Linked DNA regions of Mus musculus: region 1 is linked to region 2. Evidence: chromatin contacts called from public HiChIP or PLAC-seq data. All regions are on one chromosome and are shown on one strand. The core of a region is the stretch at or near the end of the contact, and the rest is flanking DNA. Distances in the headings are between cores, read along the strand shown.

Region 1 (4,868 bases), core at 1,940-4,439, 790 kb before region 2:
AGCTTGTTCTAAAATTTTCCTGGGAAAATACCATGGGCAGTTGATAGTTAAAACTGTAAAACGATAGCCATTTGAAATGTTTTAAATAGGAAATTTTGATAGTCATTTTTAGAGAAATTTAATATATGTTTGCTACCTGAAGCACAGCAACACATTTCTGTTATTTGACGCATGCTAGGGAGGAGTCCTTGTGGTAGTGAGGCAGTTGAACAGTAATTCCACTGACATACCTGGGATAGCGTCGCCTCATACACTCACGTGCAGGTTCTTTGGTTGGTTGGGTCTTTGGTTTGGTTGGTTTGGTTGGTTTGGTTGGTTTGGTTGGTTTGGTTGGTTGGTTCTTTGTTCCTTCGCTTGTGCTTACAAAAGCAACGATCGTTGAAGTAGAACATCATAAAAATTTGGGTTTTGACACATTTGGGCCATAAACAAATTATAAGACCTCTCTGGGACTTGCCTTTCCTCAACTAACATCTTTGACTATTTGAGAAGATTGAAAATGGCATTCTATGTAAAGGACCCATACAAGGACTGACAGATATGTGGACAGTTATATATGTGACAGTTAATGCTGGCTACTATTTTATTAGCAATAAGAAATCCCTTAAAGGTTGAAAACCCACAAGCTGCAACCTAAAGTCAAAGACATGTTTTTTGGGGCATGTTCTGCCTCCCTGAAGATTAAAGGCCAGCACAAATAGCAGTTGTGAGATCACTCCTGGGTTTAGCTTTGAATCAGTAATCCCGATAGAGGCAGGCTCTTGTCTAACTGCTGGGAAAGGGAGACTGTTTTGTTTGGACAATAGCTCAATGCTAACCTAAATAGCAGCTTCAAAAGTCAACTTCAGCTTCATTGATAAAGCCAAGGCAGCCTGAGAAGACCAAGTGTTTGTTTATTCTTGTATGGGAGTAGGGGGTGTAAAGTTGAGAAAGATGAGAAGGAAGCATCTATTTCAGAAGCAGGACTGCCTGAATGTTTCTTTCTGTCCTGCCACTAACTATCCTGTGCCTGTCAGAAACTTGTTTAGTTGTTCCATGCCTCAATTTCTTTGTCTACAGCAGAGACACAAGGAAAGAAACCACTTAACGGACGAGTGGAAGATTAGATGAAGTTTTTTGGAATGGTGTAAGAAGACACTTGATACAAGATGTGAGAAATGCCTCAAAACTTTTCTGGCTATTATTATCAGTTTCACGTATATATTTCAAACTCACAGGTCCAGTAATATCATTTTCAAACTTGCAGGATGGTAGTTCAAGCCAAACACCTGGGTATCATCTTGAATCTTTCCATCCCCTAATTTCTCCATTTTTGTCTGTCATATTTCCAAGTACCACAAGCAAACACAACCTCAGAGCAGCCATTGCTCTTTCCTTTCTTATACCACTACAGTTCCCACCAAGCTCCATCACCCTTACTGAAGGATGCCCATGAGGATATTATACACAGCATTTTTTTTCTTTCGTGCTTGATACAGTAATACACTCTGGAAACATAAACTACTACTGCCTGCTTGAAATGTCACAATATCTTCCCATCACACTCACTGTAAAATTTGAACTCACAACCAAGGCTTCTATTGTTAAATCTTATTTAATTGTATCATTGTATTGAATTTCTACTCCTTGCAAAGCTTTCTCTCTCTACTATAATATGGGCACACACACACACATGCATGCATGTATATATGACTGTATCCTTATGTTACTTTGAGACCCCAAAACTGTTTATATGGGAGTCCATACATCTGTACATAAGACATTAAGGAACCTTTTCCCAGTTGTTTCTGATTAGCAAAAAAAGATGTCGCCAGCCAATGGCTGGGCAGGACAGACAGAGACAGACGTGGGACTTTAGGATTTTCCAGGGTTTGGAGTCAAGAGGAAAGAAGAAAGAGATTCACCATGCCAGGAGAAGTGGAGATCCCGCACTTGAAAAGATGTGAAACAGAGGACATAGCCACCATGTAGGACCTGGGGATGATGGGGAGGGGGGTAGGCGAGTTTTAATAAATATTAACTTGGAGTTATCAGAGGGAGGTGGATTAGCCATGTGAAGGTTAGGAAGTGGCCCAGCCTTTGAGCTGATAAAGGCATATCAAAATACATATACTTAATGTCTCTCATTTGGAAACCCAGAACACTGGGGCAGGTAGCAAGGAATCCTCCTCCTGGATTTATTTAATTTATTATAGATCATATAAAATCTACTTATTCCTCAGGTCCCTTCTGCTTGCTGTGAGGAGCAAATTTTTCTCATTTATCAAAACTACTTTCTCAGGGAAAACTTCCAATGCTTGGTTCTTTAATATGATTAACTATGATGCATATAACACAGGTTCAAATTTGTATTGATTTAATTACTTTTGAATACTTGTCCCCAGATGGTGGGCACTATTTAGGAAGGCTCTATAACTTTGGAAGGTGGAAACTGGCCAGTGAGAGATTACTACAAACAGGCATCTGAAGTTTCCAACTCTGCCTATTCTACCTTGGTCCAGGCAAACGGAAAATCAGTACATAAAACCAAGAGGGGACAGCAGGCTCCGTGGAGACAAGAGAAATTTTAAGTGTTTTGCTTACTATTGTAGCTCTGGCTTTCAGGACAGTGTCAAAACTGCTAAGTAAGTTTGTATGAATAAGTAGTCATTGGAACCCTAGTCTCCTAGTAGATGGTGCGAAAACATAGTGATCAAGTTCTGGGGGTAAGATCCTGCGTTCCCCTTCTGAAGGAGGCAAAGGTAACCTAGTAAAGAACTTTCTTGTGCTGTTTCGGCACAGTGATGCTAAATAAAGCCACTACAGTGTCTTGCAATGCAAGTCTCTAAGGAGTCTACAATTCCATGCAACAAGAACTTTCTCCCTATAATGCAAATGAGCTGCAATCGATCCAAATACCTAAAGTAGTGCTTCATAAAAAGATTATTCATGATGACTCCACACAGGAACCATAGACCGGAAATAAGATTTCACCCAGGGATAGACACGTTTGGAAGGGATGACATATAGGTTAAACTTTTAAATGCTAATCACATCCCTTCCCAAAGTTTTGAATGTCTCTAACCTACCTGCCATCCCTCCAGAAGACAAAAAGTTCTCATAGAATGGCAGTTCTCTAAGCCTGTCCAGTTTTCACTATGACTCAAAGAACAAAACTAGCTACTCTTCCTTCAAGGTCACGTGGCAGAGTGCTGACGCATCCCCTCGTGTGACTCCTTACAAGAAACAGAAAGTGGCAGGCCAAATAACTCATGCTGATAGCTCATCCATTCTGCCACCAAGAAGAAAAAGAAAAGAAAAAAAGGGAGAAGAAAAAAAGGCTCCCTTATTGCATTTTCATGCTATCAAGGCTGAGTAAGTGACACAAGCTCACTTTTTAAGCTTTCCTCTTCAATTTTTTTCACCATGAGATCTGGGCAATTATACCTAGTATTTTGTATAATGAGATTCTAAAGTCACATGTGCCCAACATAAAGAGAAATAGATATTACTTTTTATAATGTATCAGTGCATCTGGTAACTGTTACTATTACAACCAATGACCAGCTCAACTTGACACCCATCCCATGGGCAAGCACCAGTCCCTGACACTATTAATAATACTCTGTTATCCTTGCAGACAGGAGCATTGTCTTGTGTGTTTGGGGAAACAGGTCTCATTTTGTAACTCAGGGTCTCATTGTGTATCTGTGGTCAGTCTGGAACTCACAGAGATCCACCAGTCTCTGCTGCCACAGAGGTGGGGTTAAAGCTATGTACGATCACTGGCATTATTAAACATTCGCCAAGGCTGTGCACTAATGTCCTAAACTAATCTGATGTTCTGAAATGCAACCTTCCATCAAGCCTTCGGGAAGATTACCACTTTTCGAAGTTTAGCAATCAGACAAGTAGTCAGAAAGCTGTACTTCAAGACCTCAAGTCCCCACACTAAGTCATGCTGGGAAAAGAAAGAAAGGTTCTCTTAGGAACAGGAAAGAGGGCAAGCCATCTCAGGATAATCCTTTGGGCTCCTTTTCAAAGCGGCTGCTTTGCTGAGGATTCAAAAGAGGACGGAGGATGAAATGTAAACATGGGGTTGTTTGGGGAGCAAAGAGCCTCTCTCACCAGATGGCAGGGAAATGGGGATGGGATCCACTTCCTCAGGAAACGGAGAGAGGGGGCTTGCGAGCAGAGCATCCAGCTAAATGAAATTAAGACGACAGGCTTCAGCTGCTCGAGAGTCCGAGTGCCAAGTCTGCGGCGGCGCTGACCTTCCTGCAGAAAGGTTTCATCTCTCACTTCTCCTTCTTCTCTGCTCCTCTCCCTAAAAGTCCGTGCTAGAGGTCGGTTTGCAAACTGAGGCAAGAGTTGAACTTTGCCCTTCGTGCTAAAAGTTCTCCACAGTTTGAAAAGCATGGTGGTTTGCTTTATTTATTTAATTAATTTATTTATTTTAGAACTGCTAACTTGTTTGTCTGCATTTCATTTGTGTGTTCTTTGTTTTGAGAGCAGGTTTTGCTATGCTGGCCCAACTAGCCTTGAACTTGCCGCAATTCTCCTGCCTCCCATCCCTAAGTACTGGCACTGCAGCATAAACCGCCACACCCATCCCTAAGATGTTGAAGCCTGTCTCTGATCTCAACCGTGGGAATTTTGTTCTGCCGAACTCCTTAAGCGTATCCGCCTTTCATTCATAACTGTCTACCAGATGGAAGCTTCTTACACCATTACCGCCCTGCCTTTTCATATCATGTGCATCATGTGTCCTACATAGTCACGACATCCTAGGCACGTCTACCGCCCTGACTACCCAAGGTACCTATTGTGTAGTCTAAAACCTGGGGAGATTACTGAAGGAAGCATAATGACTGTGGGTAACCTGGGGG
Region 2 (4,546 bases), core at 1,237-3,736:
AATGAATTATCTGCTAGCATACAAACATATTTGACTTTTCTTCTTTTGGTGACAGACATTAATCCCTGGGCTCCACACATGGTAAATAAACATGTCCTAGGCACTGGGCTTAAACTCAGGCCAATGAGATTAAAGTCCCAGATAAATTAGATGAGAGTCAAATCCTTGACACAGAGACAATTTCCCTGAATCAACTCTGCCTCACCTTAATAAGGATTCTAGATTGATCAACATCCACATCATCAGTAAAAACAAACAAACAAACAAACAAACAAAAACCCCGACTGTTGTCAAGAAGCCAAGTTGAAGGGAGATAGATATAGATGCATATAATTCTATGCAAACATTCTGGAAAATAAAAGCCTTAGGCTACACTGGGAGGTGAACTTCCAAGGCTGTAAAGTACAAGAGAGAGGTGAGGCAGGAATAAAAATGCTGGGTGGGGACATAGAGGACCTGATCCTGTAACTCTGTAAGCAAACACAGTCATGGCTGTGTCAGTCCGGAGAGTTACCTTGACGACCTGTGGAGTTTGGGAAGGAGTAATAGAGAAAGGAAAGAAGAGAATTTTCTTCTTGAACTCTGATCCCTTGATTTAAATGTTAACTTCCCTATACTTTTGGGTTGTTACTCAGCCACTTAAGACAGAGGGTGGAGAAGCAAGATTACAGGTCTCACGGAGGTGCCTGTAGGAGAAGGGAGGGAGGGAGAGAGGGAAGCAGCCATAATGTGTGAGGTATGCAGGCCCATTCTTGCCACACCTGTGTCCTGAAGCCTTCAAGGCTCCTACAACTGCAGGCCAAGCCCCACTCTCTCCTCTGGTCACTTGGGAAACTGCTAAGGCTCAGGGTTTACGGGAAGCTAAGAAAGTTCGAGAAGCACAAACACTGGTCTGTTTTAGTCATGCACTGAAACTATAAAAAAAAAATAATTAAGGGCTGACAATGAGTGTCTTTGTGGGATCAGTCTGAAAGATTCTTCAGCTAGAAAGTCACTACATCATAATGACGATGGGGGTGGAAATTCTACTCTTAGCAGGATTTACGATCGTGATGTACAACTTAGGAAATGTCTTCTACAGCCCTGCTTATTGATTTGTGTGCTGAGTTTATGGAGACTTAATCAGACGATGCTTATTATTTGTCATTAAACGTAGCTGGGCATGAATGTGTACATGTGGAGGCCGAGGGTAGATGTCATGTAGTTTATTCCTCTCCACCTTGTTTTTGAGACTAAGTTTCTCACTGTACTTGAAGCTCATCTATTTGGCAAGACCAGCCAGCCAGCAAGGCCCAGGGGTGCCCCTGTCTCTGCTGATACATTTCTGGGACACAGATGCACTTTGCTATTCCTGTTTTTTGTTTTTTGTTTTTAATGTGGGTGCTTGGACCCACACTGAGAAGTTCACGCATATACAGCAAGCCATCTCCTCGGTCCCTTAAGAGTGTCTTTTAAGCTGTCCATTAGTCAAATAAGTTTTAAACCACAGCACTTGGTTTCCAAGTCACGAATAATAGCTTGTGCTAAGACATATCCCAAACTCTAGAAACGCATTTTATCAAAATACCTATCACCTTAAGGAGAACAGGACAAAAACACTTCTGCATACCTGTGTGCTGTGATATTCGTCTGGAGGCCAGATGGTAATGGCAGAAATAGAGAGAAAGCAGTCAAGACACTCGTTAAATGAGTACATCCATGTAGAAGTAAAATAATTACGGCCTTTTCTCTAGCGTATATGTGAATGGCATCTGGGAATTTAAATGAAAGAAAGAAAGGGCAAAATGAAGCCTTCTGAGACAGGATCTTTCCAACTCTCCGCTGCTGTGAGCTCTCGAAATTTAGTCCAGCTATTCAAACAAAATGACTCCGGTTGCCTGCGTGCGTACATTGGGGAGCTAACTCTAGTGTGCTTTCTGGTCAGTACTTGTGCGCCAGCATGCAGAACTTTTGTCTTCCTGTTCTTTCCACATACAGACCACCACAAGCTCCCGGTGGAACAAAGTGGGATTTTCTGCTTAACCTAGACTTTCCCCTGAAAGCCCAGTCCAGCTTTTCTAGAAGCATCTGCCAGTCCCCTAGAAGGTCAGGGAGCTGGCACGTCAACACATGAGAAATACCCACACACTTACTTCATATCCTGCAGGAGAAAAAAAAAAAAGATGGCATGAGAAATTTTGTTTCCACTCATTGAAGTAGTTTATCACCTTATGTCTAGTCTAGAAGGTCTGTGGTCAAAACTTCAAGGACAGGATAATAGTCCAACCTGGGCTTGAGCCTAGGGTTAGGATACCTACAATGAATCCTGGCGGATGTGGATTTACATGTTAGTACCTGAAAGCAGATGCAGCCCCCATCCTGGAATGAATATATGCTTCCAAGGGACTTGTTTCCAGAGCGTGGCGGGAGGAACAACAGAGACAGCTCTGTGCCCACACGCTCAGCCATCTGCTGTTCCAACCACACTCCTTCCCCCTCCCCCCCCCCCCCACTTCCTGCACATGATTCATCTTTGCTTTTCTGCCTTCTTCAAAGATAACTGTGTAGGCACTGAAGGAGGGGAAAGTCATTAAGAAAAGTGGAATCTGGAGTTATGAGGATGAGGTAGGGCAGATTAAACAGTCTGGAATTTCACAAAGCAAACAGTGTGGGGTGCAGACAGGATTCTTGTCTCGCTTCGCGGGCGCATCATTTCAACAGGTCGCATCCCTTTCGAACAGGTCCCACAAGACGGGTACACAAGTTGCTAAAGAACCAAAGAGGAATAAACAACGGAAGTCGAGAGAGGGATTCTGGGTAGTCCAACTAGAACTGCCATACACTTCTATCGCCACCCTGACAGCATCTGGCTGACAGCCGCTGGTTGCTCTTATAGCAGGCTATGGGATCTTTATGGCCTTTTCCAGACAGCAGGTAAAAGAGCTACCATGAAAATCATGCTTTTAAAAGCCAGAGAAGGTGATTGTAACAATATCCCTGACACCAGGGAGCACTGAGGGCAATATGTGGTGTGGGAAGTGTGCAAGTCGGCCTGTGCCTGGGTACTTGGGGATATACGAAACTACACCAAAACTGGAGCTACGTGGGCCTCAGTTCAAATCCCTATTCTGCTTCTAGCCTCTAAAACATCAAATTGATAAATCTCTGAGGGTCTCACTAGTCTCGCGGTGAGGGGGTGTGGGGCGGGGGGAGATTGTGAGATAAAAGGACAAAAGGAGATAATGTATGTAACATACTTATGTGGTCCTGAGACTGGAAGCTAGGTAGTGAGTGGGTGAACAGGAAATGCCACTGTTTGCAGGGCTAGAAATACACGCCTCCTCTCTCTCTCTCTCTCTCTCTCTCTCTCTCTCTCTCTCTCTCTCTCTCTCTCTCTCTCTCTCATTCTCATATCTTGTCATTTCATTCAGTTTCTACTGTGTTCCACATCCTAAGGCTAACAGGGTAAATTACTTCAAGCATTAGAATTTTTTGTACAGTGGTTCTCAAGCTTCCTAATGCTGCAGCCCTTTAGTACAGCGCCTCATGTTGTGGTGACCCCCAACCATAAAGTTATTTTCCTTGATACTTCATAACTGTAATTTGCTATTGTTATGAGTCATGATGTAAATATCTGATAAGCAGGATATTTGACCCCTGTGAAAGGGTCATTAGAATTTACTCCCCCCACCAAAAGGTCACAATGCCCATGTGAGAACCCGTTGATCTAGTGCCTTCTAGGGTGATAGGGGAAAGGTAAACGTGTGGAACCTTTCATTAGGACCACACAGATCACAATGTTCTTATTAATTGAGATAGGTGAAGAAAGGAAAAGACACAGAAGCCTTGTAACCCCTCCCCAACCAGAGCCAGCAGCTCTCTCCCTTGTAGAAGGTGAAGTATGCAAGCAAGAATGGATCCTCTCACTTAGTTTGTGGTTGTTGCATATCTGTGTGTGGGCCAAGTATTGGCAGAGGGTCATCCCCAGGAGGACCACCCAATGCCTTTGAGACACTGTCTCATTGGCCAGCTAGACTAGTGCTCCCCGCCACCGCAGTGAAGGGACTGTCAGTGCATGGCACATTGCTATGTTGGTTCTAGGGGACAGACTTTAAGTCTTTGTGTTTGCAAGGCTAGGATATCACCCATTGAGCTATCTCCCTAGCTTATGTTCCTTTCTGTGATAGTTTGTATATGCTCACCCCAGGGAGTGGCACAAGATGTGGGCCTGTTGGAGGAGGTGTGTCACTGTGGGTGTGGGCTTCAAGACCCTTGCCCTAGCTGCCTGGAAGTCAGTCTTCCACTAGCAGCCTTCAGATGAAGATATAGAACTCTCAGCTCTGCCTGCACCATGACTGCCTAGATGCTGCCCTGCTCCCACCTTAATGATGATAGACTGAACCTCTGAACCTGTAAGCCAGCCCAATTAAATACTGTCTTTTATAAGACTTGCCTTGGTCATGGTATCTGTTCACAGCAGTAAAGCCCTAACTGAGATACTTTCTATAGTTAGGTTTTTGCCTTGCTTCTTCCTCTACACTATATAAGTTTCTCTAAGACAGTGGTT

Evidence for each region. HiChIP or PLAC-seq counts read pairs in DNA pulled down with a chosen protein or histone mark.
Region 1: a FOXA1 HiChIP or PLAC-seq map of pancreatic cancer cells shows a contact between it and region 2. The contact joins two enhancer-like sites. A contact is called at or near these places in 1 of 484 Hi-C or Micro-C datasets (group 2 innate lymphoid cells) and 1 of 115 datasets of contacts at active chromatin or transcription factors (pancreatic cancer cells).

The regions. Positions count from the first base shown.
Region 1 is chr10:100,031,087-100,035,954 of GRCm38.p6, reverse strand. The region is part of intron 1 of Kitl (kit ligand); the gene reads right to left. Among named protein-coding and RNA genes, the nearest start is that of Kitl, 18 kb to the right of the region's middle. Within about 2 kb of position 3,189, at least 47 of the 459 cell types and tissues checked have an H3K27ac peak or open chromatin away from gene starts, as enhancers often do. A contact at or near this core is called in pancreatic cancer cells, where this site is marked.
Region 2 is chr10:99,240,236-99,244,781 of GRCm38.p6, reverse strand. No RefSeq gene overlaps it. Among named protein-coding and RNA genes, the nearest start is that of Gm34777, 9.4 kb to the right of the region's middle. Within about 2 kb of position 2,486, at least 147 of the 459 cell types and tissues checked have an H3K27ac peak or open chromatin away from gene starts, as enhancers often do. A contact at or near this core is called in pancreatic cancer cells, where this site is marked.